Linked DNA regions of Mus musculus: regions 2, 3, 4 and 5 are each linked to region 1. A link is a contact called in public HiCAR-type, HiChIP or PLAC-seq and promoter capture Hi-C data. All regions are on one chromosome and are shown on one strand. The core of a region is the stretch at or near the end of the contact, and the rest is flanking DNA. Distances in the headings are between cores, read along the strand shown. Region 1 holds the start of Siah1a (siah E3 ubiquitin protein ligase 1A). Region 2 holds the start of Vps35 (VPS35 retromer complex component). Region 3 holds the start of Snx20 (sorting nexin 20). Region 4 holds the start of Tent4b (terminal nucleotidyltransferase 4B). Region 5 holds the start of Trir (telomerase RNA component interacting RNase).

Region 1 (2,700 bases), core at 200-2,699:
AGTTGATGATTAATATCCTCAGGACTAGTTGATGATTTAGTATTCTCAGGACTAGTTGATAATTATCATTTGTCCAACGAATATGAGAGTGAATGTATGACTTCCTACTTGGTAAGTTTCATGACAAAGCAGAGTTTATGATGGGTTATCTTAGACTCCCTATGTAAATCAAGTATTTTAAATGAACAAGAACACCACTAATATCGACAATCTTCATGAACCTACATAATGCAAGCTCCTTATCTGGCTGTTGAGCTTTGGGGACCAACAGATTTGTAGTATATGGTGCTTTTAACTTAATTAATTTACATTCTCAACTGTTTGGTTGTGCTAATGGTCTCAGAGGAAGGGCTACAGTGAGATACTAGATCGAGAATAGAAATATCAACACAAGCACAGATTACAAATACATTGAGGAAAGCTGAACATTCATTGAGAACAAATTTGAGTTCTGGAAGAGGGCGGAGTTTGTGCTGATGGAAGGCTGAGAGGAGACTTTTCTTCCTTTCTTGAAACCCCATAGAAAAAGTACTTTTCTCACAGCATTGCATTTCTACAGTTCTTCCCTGAAAATCTGCTCAGGATTTGTAAACGCCTTACATTCGGTTAACCTAGTCAGACAGAGGCATCCATGGAAAGACTAACGGGGACTCTGCGAGATGGCTCAGCAGAGGCCCTGCCACCAAGGCTGGCCACTTGCGCTCCACCCCCAGCACTCGCAACTCGTCCTCTGACCTCCACACAATCCCACACCCCAGAATCAAATCTAAAGGTTTCTACCCCTTCACTCGCAACTGGGGACTGAGTCTCAGCCCAGGCAACCACTCCTCACGAAAGCACCCGTAACCCTTGAGATGAGGTCTTCATTTATTTTGGATAAAAGGTCTCCCCGGGAAGTCCCAGAAAACTCTGTATAAACCAGACTGGCCCCAAACTTGTGAAGATCCTGCTTCTGCTTGCCTAGTGCACGGCTCCGTTTTTTAACCTAAAGCAGCAGGGTGGACAGTCCCCAACATCAGCTTCCCAGATGAGTGGGAAAGTGGACTTAAAGGCGTGCTTCTTACTGGCCAGCTTTCAACGAGCCTACCGGGAGGCGCGGCCCTCTTCTCCTCCAGGAGTGGGGTCGTGGAGGCCGCTACAGACCGCGGACCCGGAGAGAGGACGGCGCGAACCCAGTCAATCCCACAGTAACGGCCCGAGACAGCGCAGCCGCCTCGTGGGGATGCTCGGGACGCTGCTCCGGTAACCGAAGCGTCTCGACGCCAACCGCCACCGAGTGCGGGCAGCAGCCGCCAGCCGCTTCTGCGCGTGCGTGGCCGTGGGAAGCCCCGCCCAGCCGGGTTCGGTGCGCGCTCCCGCTCATGGCGGCCGCCGCAGTGTGTGGTACTTAGCGGGCGCGCGCGGCGAGCTCGAGAGCGCGCGGGGCGGCGGCGGCGGCGGCAGGGAAGCCGGGCTGCCGGGCGGGCGCGCTCTCGAGGGCGGCGGCCCAGGGTGTCCCGTCGGTCTCGGTGCCGGGAGAGGTGGAGGCGCGGCCCGCGGTGGCGGCGGTGACGGTGGCGGTGGCGGTGGCGGCGGCGGCAGCTGGCGACCGGGCGCGTTAGACGGGGCCGGGGTCCGCGGCGCGCTCTCCGCCCACAGGTAAGCGGGCGGCCTGGAGGGAGGAGCTGGCCGCGGCCCGGGGAGGGCCGGCGGGTCCCCTCGCGGAGCCGCGGCGCCTTTGTCTCGGCCTCTCCGGGCGGGCCCAGCCGACAGCGGCGGCTCCGGGAGGCGGAGGGCGGGCGGGCGCGCCGAGACTACGGCCCGCGCCCTCGCTCAGTCTTTGTTGTGTGGCCCGGTGTACGGCCAACATGGCGGAGGTCAGCCGCGCGCTTCGCGGGCCGCGGTCGGGCCTTGCCTCGGCGGCTCCGGGAGGGCGGCCTCCCCCGGACCCGCGCCTTTATTGTGCGGGGAAGAACGCAGCCTCCTCCCTTGTTTATGTCGCCACGAGCGAGCGCGCGGACGCCCGCCTGGGCAGCTCCAGCCTTTAAGCCTAAGCCTTGCTCCGCCCAGCTTCCTTTGCGGGATAGTTCGGGGTCCCTCCAAGCTCCCAGATGCAACTTAGTGTGTACGCCCTGGGCCGCTGCGGACCGTCTGTTCCTGGAAAGATACAGAATTTGTTTGCCCTGGCATAAGAGTTACATTTGTGCATTCGGTAAATGAGGCCATGTAGCTGATTTGTCAAAGTCATGGAAGCCCTGAACGTGGATGTAGGACAGGGATCTTACTGCTCTTTCTAGCGTTGAGCATTTACCATTTCTTGCTAGGCTATTGTCCAGGGTGAAATGTTAACTTGTAAAAGCGCTTGGAGCATGGGCTCCGAACTCTGCCCTCCTGCTTTGATTCCAATCCTGCCCCACGGGTTTGTGACCTTGGGCACGATTTTGGTGCTTCATTTTGCTAATCTGCAAAATGGGTCTGATGGAGAGTATTTGTCTCAAGCCTATTGAGAACCGATGAGATGGGAAATAGTTGATGTGCAGAGAGCTCTTAGTAAGTGCTAAGCTATTACAGTAAATGATTACTGCTAAAGGTCCTTGCCTCATAAAATTCGCTTAAGTTATTTTGGCATGGATGCGTTGGAAGTACATAGCCCAAAATGTTTGAAATCGGGTTATATAAAACCGGGTTAGTATTTGGGTTTTACTGTTTTAAGAAATGAAA
Region 2 (2,700 bases), core at 196-2,695, 1.4 Mb after region 1:
GGTGGAAGTTCTTTACATAGAACCAAAATGACTCCAGACTTAGCTGTGTCCAAGCGTGTTCCTTGGACATTACCTTTCCTTCTTACATTATTTCAACAAGTATAAAGAATTGGTTCAGGCAGATTAGAGTAAATTAAATCCCTTTCTCTTCCTTAATGACTGATTGGGTCTCAGTTTCGGCGGCTTGTGAAAATAGTTCTGGGTCCCATTGTATTTCCGGTCAGTAGCCCTGGGAATAGACCTACGAACTTTCTACACACTTGCCTGCTGTAGCTTTATTTCCTAAGACAGATCCTACAATGACCCTCCTAATCTCAAGGGCTTCGGAAAATGGAAGCTATTTGGGCCACTCTTACCATATTTTCCCATGCGTGCCACTATTTAATAAATCAGCCCCAACGCCACTGGGCCCTTTCTGGAATTTTTTTTTTTCGATTTTTCGATACAGGGTTTCTCTGTATAGCTCTGGCTGTCCTGGAACTCACTTTGTAGACCAGGCTCGCCTCGAACTTAGAAATCCGCCTGCCTCTGCCTCCCAAGTGCTGGGATTAAAGGCGTGCGCCACCACGCCCGGCCTTTTCTGGAATTCTTACGCCCTGCTCATCACTTCAGCTCTTCACTCTGTACCATAATCTACCTTTCTCTTGCCATCTATAGTGATTTGCACAGGGTCTGCCCTGCAAGGCTGGCTTATCAAGATTATCGAGTCTGAAGGAATGACAAGAGGTCCTCCCCGGCTTTTCCGACCACAGTGTATCCAACAGAGCTAGAGTGCTTCAAGGACGACTATATACGTCCTCTCAAACCATCTTCTACAAGCCAACAACAGTTTTTCTTGATGTTGGGCCCGAGTCTCGCCCAGACCAGTGTGCGGTCATTCCCTCATCGCCAGTCCCTCATCCGACGCTGCCTTGGGAGGACCCAGGGCCGCAGTCTGGGACGTCTACCCGCACACACGGCCACACTCACCTCAGTACACTCGGCTCCGCAAGGCCGAGACGCGGGGCGAGGCGGCGTACCAGCTCCGACTCCATCGCTGGAAGAAATGCGCGCCAAGAGCAATGCGCGCGCAGATTGTCAGAGGGTTAAGACCCACCCCCGGCGCGTCCAGATTGGTTGCGACCAGAGGTTGAGACCGTTCCACACACCAATCCTGGTCATCCTTCTACGCATGTGCACACGATGAGGCGCGGGCCCAGGCGAAGTGGACGCGCAGAAGGTTCTCTCGCTGCCCTTCCTCGGCCGCGGATCTCCTTAACTAAGGCTTCCCTTCCTGCTGTCCCTAGTTCGCCGCAGCGTTGTACTATTCTCGCCCCGCCCCGTCCACTATACACCGCCGGCTGCCCATTCTCCCCAAACTACGCGAGATTTTAAGTGGGCCAATCGAAAAGCCGCTTCTATCCAAGGGCGGGGCTAGAGAGGGCGGGGCTCGCAAGGCTCGGTCACCTGACGGCGGGCGGCTCCGGCGGGGTAGGCGCTGCTGCTTGTGGTCCCCGGAGTCGCCATGGTGAGTGAGGGGAAGCGGTGGGCCTGGGTTGCCGAGTCGCAGTCCACGTTTTCCTTCGGCGGACAGGAGCCTTGCTGGCGGAGTAGGAGGCCCTGCATTTCGATCGAGGCCGGTCCGGTCCAGGCTGGGCCTGCGGGCTTGGCACGGGCTGAGGAAGGCCGCGTTAGGCTGCGGTGGGCTGCGGTGGGCGGTGGCGCAGAATTTGGTCGTTACCCCGAGACCAGGAGCCTCCCTTAGGGGTGTCGCGGGCTGCAGGTTCTGGGTGTCGGTGGAGGCCTGCGTCAGACTCTTGTACGGAACGGCCACCTTCCCTCTGAGAGTCGGACTCCCGGGTCTGTGCGGAGTTGGGACAGTGAGGAGCCCCCGAGCTTCTGAGCTGGCGCCGTAGCTGGGTCGCGCCCAGATGGTGCATTTCCAGCTTTGTACTCAGCTGTCCTCGGGGGTCCCATTGCCTTTTCTCTGCTGGAAATATCCTTGGGGGGGGGGCGCAGTGGTCTCCCGGCCTTCCGTGGCCGCAGAGCCCCCTTCATCTTGCAGCGCCTGTCAGCGAATTCTAGGGACCTGCTCACGTGAGTTTCCCGAAGGACTCCTGCTTTCTTTTCATTGAGCCCAACCATCAGATAGGAGACAGGTCTCCGTTTCGCATTTGCTCTCTGAGGATTCTAACTCACTTGCTGGAAGCAGTCATTCAAAGGTTTCTCCGCGACGATAGCATGTCGTGATGCTTTGTGGCACTAGCCTTATAAACAGGAACTTCCGCAAAATTCGGATCCTGTTTTCCACAGGGCAAGTTGTCACTTGCGTTATACGAGCATTTGCTGTAGTATGAACAGGTAGTGGTTTTGGATGTGCTATGCTTATGTCCTTTTTTTTTAATTTCAATATTCATTCTTTGTATTGATAATTCTATGTGCCACTGCACATACTTCACTTTAAGTGTGTTAATAGGAAAAACCAGCATTAAATCTTTTTGTTGATTTTTTTTTTCCTTTTTTTTGGAATGGACCTTTATGATGATCTTGCTAGACTCCGATCAGCTTGGTATTTATGTCATCTTTGGTTCTGGCTGGCTGAGTTCTGAGCGTTTGTTCCCGTAATTTGATAAATATTTGATGTATATTTAATATAATATATTGCCTTACAAGATGTTTTCCCCCCTCGGAACTTTGTACAATTGAGATTTGGCACATGAC
Region 3 (2,700 bases), core at 105-2,604, 1.9 Mb before region 1:
TGCACAGTAGTTCTCTCAAGCTCTTGCCAAAACCAAATTCTTATGGATATGTGTGTTCTTGGTATGATAGTGATGGTGGTGCAGAGAGGCAGGATGTTGTACAGAGTCCTGAGCAGAAAGGCAAACGATGAGGATTTTAGTATGCCCTCAGTTGCCAGCCTCACACGCTCAGCATGACACCATTAAGTGTTCTGTACACCTTGACTCATCATAAGCTTCCTGAGGGCCTGTGGGGTTGAAGCAGATGCAAATGAGGGCGAAACCTCTGTGACAGTGAAAAGCAAGATTGATTTAGTTGAGCATGGTAGACAGCATCTATTCATCACAAGATCCTTTCAGTGCAAATGTGAGCCTCGGGAGGAAAAAGAGATTAAGAAGCACATGTACCCAAAGGAACCCTCTCGGCCTATCTTCAGCCATTAACGCAATTCGATAAAAGACAAAGAAGGCAATGGACTCCAACGGAGAAGAGATGGGTGGGAAATAAGCCTGTAAAATGTCTACCATAATTATCCTTTGTGGGACCCAGTGTTGTAAGCTATGAGGTGACACCCCTGCCCACACTGTAGAATGGCTTCAAGAAGTATTAGCCATGCCAAGGGTAGAGAAGGTACAGCCTGGCTCATTCACAGCCAGGGGAGTGCAAGATGTCCACCTGGGCCGTACCCTAGCCTATCCCATGACCTTTCTGTGTCAGGCACTGGCTCCGCATCCCACCAGCTCCATGCACCAAACCTCAGTTCTCCAGCTTGTCAACAGAACACGAAGGGCCCCATTATGCCTAGCTCATAGCTAGGATAATAACTATTAAAAGAATGTATCCCCAAATCCTCATGTTAGACTGAGATCCCTAACATAATGGGTTTGGGAGGTAGGGTCTTCTGAGAGTTGACTGTCATAAGGACAGTCTTCATAAAGGGATTTATGCTGTAACTGTGAAACTGGGGTGCATAAGGTAAGCTTTCTCTTGTCTGTCCACCTCCTACCATGGCATGTCACATGCGGCAGGACAGCCCTCACAGACACTACCAGTGTGCTCTTGCATGTTCCGGATCCAGAGCTATAAACTAAATAAACTTTCGTGTGTGTGATTTTTTTTCCTTCAGTTTATCGTCTTCTGTCATTGCCACAGAAAAGGACTAAAACAAAGGACTTTGAAATGAATTCTCCAAATGCCAGCTATCGTTCGGGTGTCTAATACGTATCAAGCTGCTTAAAGCTGCTGTGAAGTTAAACTGTCCTCCTGTTGGTGGCCTTGACCCACGTGGCCTGTATGATGTACTGCAGATATTTGTCTAGGAGGTTCAATGTACATCTTTCAGCAACCAATAAGCTGGGGCCCCTGAAGGAGATCACTCAGCCCATTTCCTGTTTTCAAAAGGAGAACTCAGGATTGCGGCAGACATTCAGCCATCTAGTTGGACCTTGCAAAAAGAGATCGGACTGGGGCATGTGACTCTCCTGGACCCCGAACCCACAAAGCCTGAAGATCCCAGGTCAGTCAGTGTTTGACCCCAAGCGTAGCTGGCTTCTGCGCCCTGAGACCCAGTGATGTCCTTGAGAGGCCCTCTAGGAACTCCCTGGGTACTGGTTAGGAGGGACCAAGGGTGGTGAGAGTATGGGCTGTCCTTAGAAACTGGGGCCAAACCCACCTCCAACCTCTAAGCCTGACTCCTTTTGCAATGCCAGGCACTGGTCCTGTTCCTGGGAACAAGTCCAGGCTTGTATTTCTCAAAGGGTGGACCCTGTAGCCGAGTAAGAATCCGGAGCCCACCCCAGCTCTGTCTGGGTGTTGTGGGGTAGGCAGCCTGCTTGCCTTAGAGCTCCTAACACTTCCTCTCCCCAGTCCCAGTGGGGATTCTGATGTGCACACCCAACTGAGAGCGCTTCCAGCGGCAAGCTCCACAGAGAAGCACCCAGGGGTCCCATGGTGCTCAGGGCAGGTGGAGCCTTGGCTGGCCCTTCAATGGAGACCTGAGGAGGCTGCCCTACAAAGAAAGGAGACTTAAACTCAAACTCCCGCAGCCAGGGCTGCCGCTCCCTGTCCTTCCTTTCCTTCCTTCCTCCTCCTCTTTGAATGGGTGCCTCTCAGTTCTTCTGTCTTATGGGCAAGGGCTTTTACTATATTCTACCAGATTTTCATTAGCCACCCCCCACAACCTTCCCCCTGCCCCCGAGAAAGGTGGCCTCGGCTCTACAAGTGGCCCTGTGTATGAAGGAGGAGGACTGAAGAGGGCAGGGCCCCTTGAAGTGGGGAACAAGAGCCAAGGCTCCCGGAAAATGAAGATTGTCATGCACAGAAGATAGTAAGGGGTGGAGGGGTGGGAGCCTGCGACTCTGCTCTGTCCTCTGGGCCAAGTCCAGTCCCAACATCTGCAGTGCTTTGTTCTGATGGCTAGAAATCTTTCCCACTGAGGGTGTGGAGTGATAAGGCAGCCCTCAGAACCCTCTGTCCCCAAGGAGCTTAGCAGCTGGGCGTAGTGGCGCAGGCCTTTGATCCCAGCACTTGGGAGGCAGAGGCAGGCAGATTTCTGAGTTCGAGGCCAGCCTGGTCTACAGAGTGAGTTCCAGGACAGCCAGGGCTATACAGAGAAACTCTGTCTCAAAAAACTAAAAAAACAAAAAACCAAGGAGCTTAGCAAAAGGATCAATTGCCCACAGGGGGAAACTGAGGCTTGGATGTGTTTGGGAAACTGTCAA
Region 4 (2,700 bases), core at 140-2,639, 1.5 Mb before region 1:
ACCACTGCTACCTCTGCCACAGTGACAACCTCACAGTGAGAAGCTGCCGACCATGAACTCCTGCAAAGTTCTGTCAGGGCTCAGAAAAGCTCACCATCTATGACAACTTCAAGCTAGCTGTCACTCAGTGCTTTCTGCTCACGACAGACATGGCAAACACTGGCTTTTTTTTTTTTTTTCCTTAAGTAAATATAAAAGATGGGCCAAAGGATCAAGAGCAGGCAGTGTCTTTCAGGGCTGAGGAGATTTTCGTCGTGGACTGGGGGAGGGGAAGGAGCATTCTGGATGTTTCTATTCTTGGCAAGAAGAGCACCTCCTGGTCCTAACATCTAAAGACGCTAAGGCAGAAACGTTCTCAGGAAGTTAACTAGCCCGATGCTAAGGGGCTTCATCTTGGGGTGTGGTGGTGGGGAGCAAGGTGTGGAGGACAGAAAGGGATCAGAGGGCAGGCTGAATTCTAGAGCATAGAAAGATCCAGGAGAAGGACAAGCAAGAATGCATCGGGAAGGTGTGGACAGTTAGGAGAGGAGGAAGGTAGAGATGACTACGAAAAGGAGAGGATAGCTCCACTTTTTCCAAAGGAATTCCAAAGAAAGGTCCACCGAGACTGGTCAAGCTATGAAGGAATGAATGGCCACCGATGCTCTGGAGGCCCCACTGGGGCTCCCCATCCCCCACCCATCATCCCCCCCTCCCGCCTGTGGGCGTGTTCCCCGCTGTGCGGGTGTGCCGACCCTCCAAGACGCAGGCCACGACGCCAGCACTCACCCCACGACTCCCTGGTTGTAGTTCCGTCGCTTCCACGGGGTCCCGCTGTACACGCCCCCGCCGCCGTCCGCCCGTCCGCCTCCGGCCGCGCGCCCTCCGCTGGGCTGCAGCAGGCTGTAGTTGAGTCCGTAGGTGCTGGCCTTGTTGTCACGTTTCCTCTTGTTGCTGCTGCCCGAGGCCGGGTCGGTAGACTCGGAGGCGGGGAGTGCGGCCGCCGGTCGCGGGGACGAGGGAGCCGATGGGACCGGCGACGCCGAGGGGCCCGCCGATGCCCGCCGTGCCCAGGCCGCCGGCTGGTGGTGATTGTTGTTGTTGTTGGTCGTCTCCAGGGGCAGGAAGTCCCGCTGCTCCGCGGGCACGGCGAGGCCGCCCAGTGGGCGCTCCCCCGAGCGGAACATGCCGGCCGGGGCCGGGGCCGTGCCGCCGGGGCTGCCGGGGCCGCTGCCGCTCCCGCCGCTCGCGCTGCTCGCGCCGCTGCTGTGACAGTGGTGGTTGAAGTAGAGGTTCCTCAGCCCCTGGGTCGTCTCCCAGATCTGCATCCACAGACTATTGGACGGTCCGAGCTGCTCTGGCTGGAACCAGGCGATCCTCGGATCCATCAAACGGCGGCGGCCGCTGCCCCCGCCCCTCCCGGCCGCCCGCAGGGCCGCCGCCGCCGCCGCTGCCTCAGGCGCACGCCCGCCCTCGGCCGCCGCCGCCGCTGCCACCCGGGTTCCGCCACGGGCGGCGCGGTAGCGCAGGGAGCCTGGCCGGCGCCGGCGGCGTCGCTCCCGCCCTCGGGGCTCGCAGGCCCTCCCCCCTCCCTCCGCCCCTCCGCCGAGCCCCTGTCACCGGGGTTCCCGTGCAAATGGCGGCGGCGGATCCCGAGAAGGGCGAGCGGCGGCGGCGGTGGTGGCGGCGGCGGCAGCAGCAGCGGCGGCGGCGGCGGCAGCGGCGGCGGCAGCGGGACGCGCCTGCTCCGTAGCGTCCGTGCTGCTCGGCCCCGGGGCGGGGCCTCCGCCGGCTCCGCCCCTCGCTCCGCTCCGCCTGCCCCGCCGCCGCGCTCGCCCCGCCCCGTCCCTGCTGCCAGCCGTCCGCGGGTTCCCCGAGGCCGCACCGCGCGTCACAGAGGCCGCGGCAGGCTGCAGGCAGCGGGGCCGCAACCGCCTGGTCAACCGTCCCGCGCTAGCTTAGCTGGGGTCGCACGTACCTGGGCCTCCGGGCACCTCGGACGCGCGCGCCGCCGCAGGACTCTGTTGCCGCTCAAGCGCCGCCGAGGCACACGAGGCGGCTGCCGACTCCGCGGAAAGTGACTGGTTTGCGCCGCCCACCCCGCTCCGGACCGCCGGCTCCGCCCCTCGGTCCCGGCGCGGCCCCGGGGCTCCTGGCCGCGCGCCGCGCGAGCACGAGAAGGGCGGGCTTCCGCTCAAGGGCCGGGTTAGCACGCGGCTGCACGCGCATCTCGGTTCCGGAGCGGTCTCAGCGGCCTCTGGGTCGCGAGTGCTGGCACCGCTGCCCGGCTGGAGGGCCACACAGCGCGGCTGTTCCAAGGTGCACTTACGAGCTCAAAGCCCCTCAACTTTCATAACTAAGAATACTCGAAGCCTTTTAAACCTAAAATCACACTACCGTTGCGGTTAATGATCGTTTTTCATAGAATGCCCATTTGTGTAGCTTTCTTCTGGCGCGAAAAATAACCAAAAAGGGGGCAGGGGGTGGTTGTCAGTAATTAACATTATCCAGAAGACTAGAACACTTACTGTGCGCATGCTTCAAGCTCGCTGCAAATTCCAGAACCGAGTCCCTGACTGACACTTGAGTTTTGGCTCTGTGCCCAGTTCAATATCCTGGAAAGTTTGGGGTGGTGGTGATTGGTTTTGTTTATTTACTTATTTTGCAAAGGATTAAAAATCTGTTTGTCACAGAATGAATCATTGCTCTACGTTTTTTCTT
Region 5 (2,700 bases), core at 69-2,568, 1.7 Mb after region 1:
GTTATCCCTTGCGTTATAGGATACAGAAGAGCATCCCTGCTATCTACCTATAGATGTCACTAGCATCTCCTCTTAAGAGTTTGACAACCAAAATGTCTACAGACTTTACCAAATACATGAGGATGAAGAGACTTGCTCCCAGTAGAGAACCACTGGTCTTGTTCTTTAAGAGTCTGTTCTGACTTTCCTAGGACCACTTCATGAAATACATCAAAATCTCAATTATTAGAACTACAGAAAATCAGGATAGGCCACCCACACTCCAAACAAACAACGTTCTTTTCTGTCAAAGACACCACCAATAAATACTCAGCACAAGATAAGGTGCTAAATAAATGGACATTAGTTAAATAATAAAGAAAGGAATCGATTGATCTTGCTAAGGCCACAAAGTCGGTGATTTGCTTTTTGTTATTGGTTGGTTGGTTTTGTTTAGTTGGGACAAGGTCTCACTTTTTCGAATTCTCCTCTTCTTGCATCCGGAGTGCTTGTAATACAAGGCGTGTACCACCACGCCCGGCTACGGTCCGTGGTCCGAGTCGAGTCTAACGATTACAGCAGACTCGGGATTTAAATGTGTCTCCTCTTTTTCCCCCACATTATATGTGGGCCTCACTATTCAAAGTCTGGGTACAAATCAAACGGGAATCCTAGCATCTAGGGCCCCCTAACCCCAGAGCGCTGCTTCCAATGCAATTTCCCGGTTCTCAGGTCCCACGAATGAGATCTAAGGATTCCCATTCCCGCCCAGAAACACCTCTGGTCCGGAATCCAGGCTCGAGATTCTCAGCAAGCGACCGGGACCGTCCAGGCAGCCGGGCGGAGGACTGCCTTGGACCATGACGCCCCTTCCCGGGCCCGACTCCCCCAGCCAACGCGGGCCCCGGCGCCCGCCCCCACCCCCGCGGCTCCTTACGAAGCTGAGCGTGGGGCCTGGGCCGCCCTTCCTCTTCGGATTCCCTGGGCCCGCCGCGGCGGAGGCCGGTGGATCGGGTCGCTGCGGGCCCGGGGGTGGCTCCTCCTGCCGCTGCCGCTGCTCCTCCTCCATCTTCCGCTTGAACAGCTCCAGGAAGCTGCCATCGTTGGCAAACAAGTTCACACCGCTGGACACCGGACTCGAGCCCGACACCTCGTCGTCCCCACTCTCGGGTGACGTTCCCGGTCCCGACTCAGCCCATCGGCTCCTGCCGCTGCCCGCCGGGCCGGGCGCCTCCCGACCCGGAGGCTCCGCCCGTCTCCCTCGGGCAGCCATTTTGTGGCCAGATGCCGTGCAAAGGACGTCGGGAAAGGCTCTCAGACCGCGCGCTTGGCGCGGGACTGGCTTCGTCTGGAGCAATGCATGCTGGGAAGAGAGGTCGGAACCCAGAAGCCAACGCAGAGTGGGCGGAGCTTAGGTGGGGCCAAAGGGTTCTGACCTGGCCACCAGGCGATGGAGCCCAGAAGCCGGTCCCTTTCCTTCTGGTCCTCGGTTCCCTAATCCTGCTAGATACGAGTTAGCTAAGCAGCCAGAAGCTCCCCGAGAATGGGACCATCGTTTGGGACCCAGGCCCCCTGTAAGGGCTAAGAGAACAATCCCAGGCAGCCACCAGAACTCTGTAACTGAACGGATCTTGTTTGGAGCCTGTGTTTTCAATTGTCCCTTGGGAACTTGTGTGGCCCCTAACTAGGTCTACAAAGCATATCTAACTTGATACCTCCTATTAGAATGGAAGCATCTCCAGGTTTGACATCTGTCTCTGAAGTTAATCTCTTAGCTTGAAATAAAAATACCGCTGGCAGCGGGGCGTGGTGGCGCACGCCTTTAATCCCAGCACTCAGGAGGCAGAGGCAGGCGGATTTCTGAGTTCGAGGCCAGCCTGGTCTACAAAGTGAGTTCCAGGACAGCCAGGGCTACACAAAGAAACCCTGTCTCGAAAAACCAAAAAGAAAGAAAGAAAGAAAGAAAACCGCTGGCTGCGTGCAGCTAGACACTGCCTGAGATTAGTATTTAAAGAGGCTGGAGCACTAAAATGAAGCCGAACGTATTTCCAGGCTGAGAACCTAAGACTTAATGTTTTGAGCTGCGTACTGCATGAAGGGACTAAGGACCCTTGTATTCTTTCCCAAGGACAGGGACTCGATTAAAATTGCATTTGCTGAACTTGGAGCACACCCAGAGAGAAAGCAGAGTGCCAAGCGCAATAAGAGTTTCAGAAATTAAAGTTCTTTCTACAAGGACGACTTGTTGCAGGAATCATTCCTGCCCAACATGGGAGTTCCGGGAACACAGGGGGAAAGTCTGCATACTCTGCAGCAAATGGAGTCTTTTAATCGACCCTCAGCCAAATAACCAGTTCGTTCGTAATTGGTTTGCGACAGAAACCATGTGGCTCACAACCAACTGGGTAACTGGAGGACCGGAAGAGATGTTGAGGTCCAACACAGAAAGTAAGGGGGAAATGATAATCAGGAAACTGAGCCTATGGAATCAAGAGCTACCTCTGCTCTAACTTCACGCAAAAAGCTTGGCCAGGATGTTTGCCTGGTTGCTAAGGAGAGGTTGACGCCTGCAGGGACTTGAGCGTGACTAGTGGAAGTAAGACAAGATTCATCCAATGAAAAGAGTGCCGCAAGACTCAGGGCCCAATCAGTGAAGAGCAGTAGTCTGGGTCATACCAATATGTCCGCGAGACAGGGGAATCCTTAGAAAACTACAGACAA

The links. HiCAR-type assays count read pairs that join an accessible place to other places. HiChIP or PLAC-seq counts read pairs in DNA pulled down with a chosen protein or histone mark. Capture Hi-C pulls out chosen DNA fragments and counts their contacts.
Region 2: a HiCAR-type map of astrocytes shows a contact between it and region 1, with 4 times the contacts expected there. The contact joins the promoter of Vps35 here to the promoter of Siah1a in region 1. A contact is called at or near these places in 4 of 39 promoter capture datasets (embryonic stem cells, hippocampal neurons, pre-B cells and 1 more), 2 of 115 datasets of contacts at active chromatin or transcription factors (astrocytes and large pre-B cells) and 2 of 9 other capture datasets (adipose tissue and embryonic stem cells).
Region 3: a contact with region 1 is called in an H3K27ac HiChIP or PLAC-seq map of bone marrow-derived dendritic cells, with 4 times the contacts expected there. The contact joins the promoter of Snx20 here to the promoter of Siah1a in region 1. A contact is called at or near these places in 1 of 39 promoter capture datasets (liver) and 1 of 115 datasets of contacts at active chromatin or transcription factors (bone marrow-derived dendritic cells).
Region 4: a contact with region 1 is called in a promoter capture Hi-C map of liver, with 5 times the contacts expected there. The contact joins the promoter of Tent4b here to the promoter of Siah1a in region 1. A contact is called at or near these places in 2 of 39 promoter capture datasets (the C10 cell line and embryonic stem cells), 2 of 484 Hi-C or Micro-C datasets (the G1E-ER4 cell line and embryonic stem cells), 2 of 115 datasets of contacts at active chromatin or transcription factors (astrocytes and pancreatic cancer cells) and 1 of 9 other capture datasets (liver).
Region 5: a contact with region 1 is called in a HiCAR-type map of astrocytes, with 2.6 times the contacts expected there. The contact joins the promoter of Trir here to the promoter of Siah1a in region 1. A contact is called at or near these places in 5 of 39 promoter capture datasets (3T3-L1-derived adipocytes, the C10 cell line, hippocampal neurons and 2 more) and 1 of 115 datasets of contacts at active chromatin or transcription factors (astrocytes).

What each region holds. Positions count from the first base shown.
Region 1 is chr8:86,744,755-86,747,454 of GRCm38.p6, reverse strand. Siah1a (siah E3 ubiquitin protein ligase 1A) reads left to right here and starts at 1,449. Exons shown (of 2, transcript NM_009172.2): 1 at 1,449-1,638. It overlaps Gm10638 (predicted gene 10638), which reads right to left and starts at 1,756. Exons shown (of 1, transcript NR_027829.1): 1 at 395-1,756.
Region 2 is chr8:85,298,262-85,300,961 of GRCm38.p6, reverse strand. Vps35 (VPS35 retromer complex component) reads left to right here and starts at 1,445. Exons shown (of 17, transcript NM_022997.5): 1 at 1,445-1,507. The coding sequence starts at 1,505. It overlaps Orc6 (origin recognition complex, subunit 6), which reads right to left and starts at 1,330. Exons shown (of 7, transcript NM_019716.2): 1 at 970-1,330. The coding sequence starts at 1,034.
Region 3 is chr8:88,634,782-88,637,481 of GRCm38.p6, reverse strand. Snx20 (sorting nexin 20) reads left to right here and starts at 1,354. Exons shown (of 4, transcript NM_027840.3): 1 at 1,354-1,496.
Region 4 is chr8:88,198,571-88,201,270 of GRCm38.p6, reverse strand. Tent4b (terminal nucleotidyltransferase 4B) reads right to left here and starts at 1,389. Exons shown (of 12, transcript NM_001372333.1): 1 at 769-1,389. The coding sequence starts at 1,367.
Region 5 is chr8:85,025,451-85,028,150 of GRCm38.p6, reverse strand. Trir (telomerase RNA component interacting RNase) reads right to left here and starts at 1,318. Exons shown (of 3, transcript NM_026760.3): 1 at 917-1,318. The coding sequence starts at 1,252.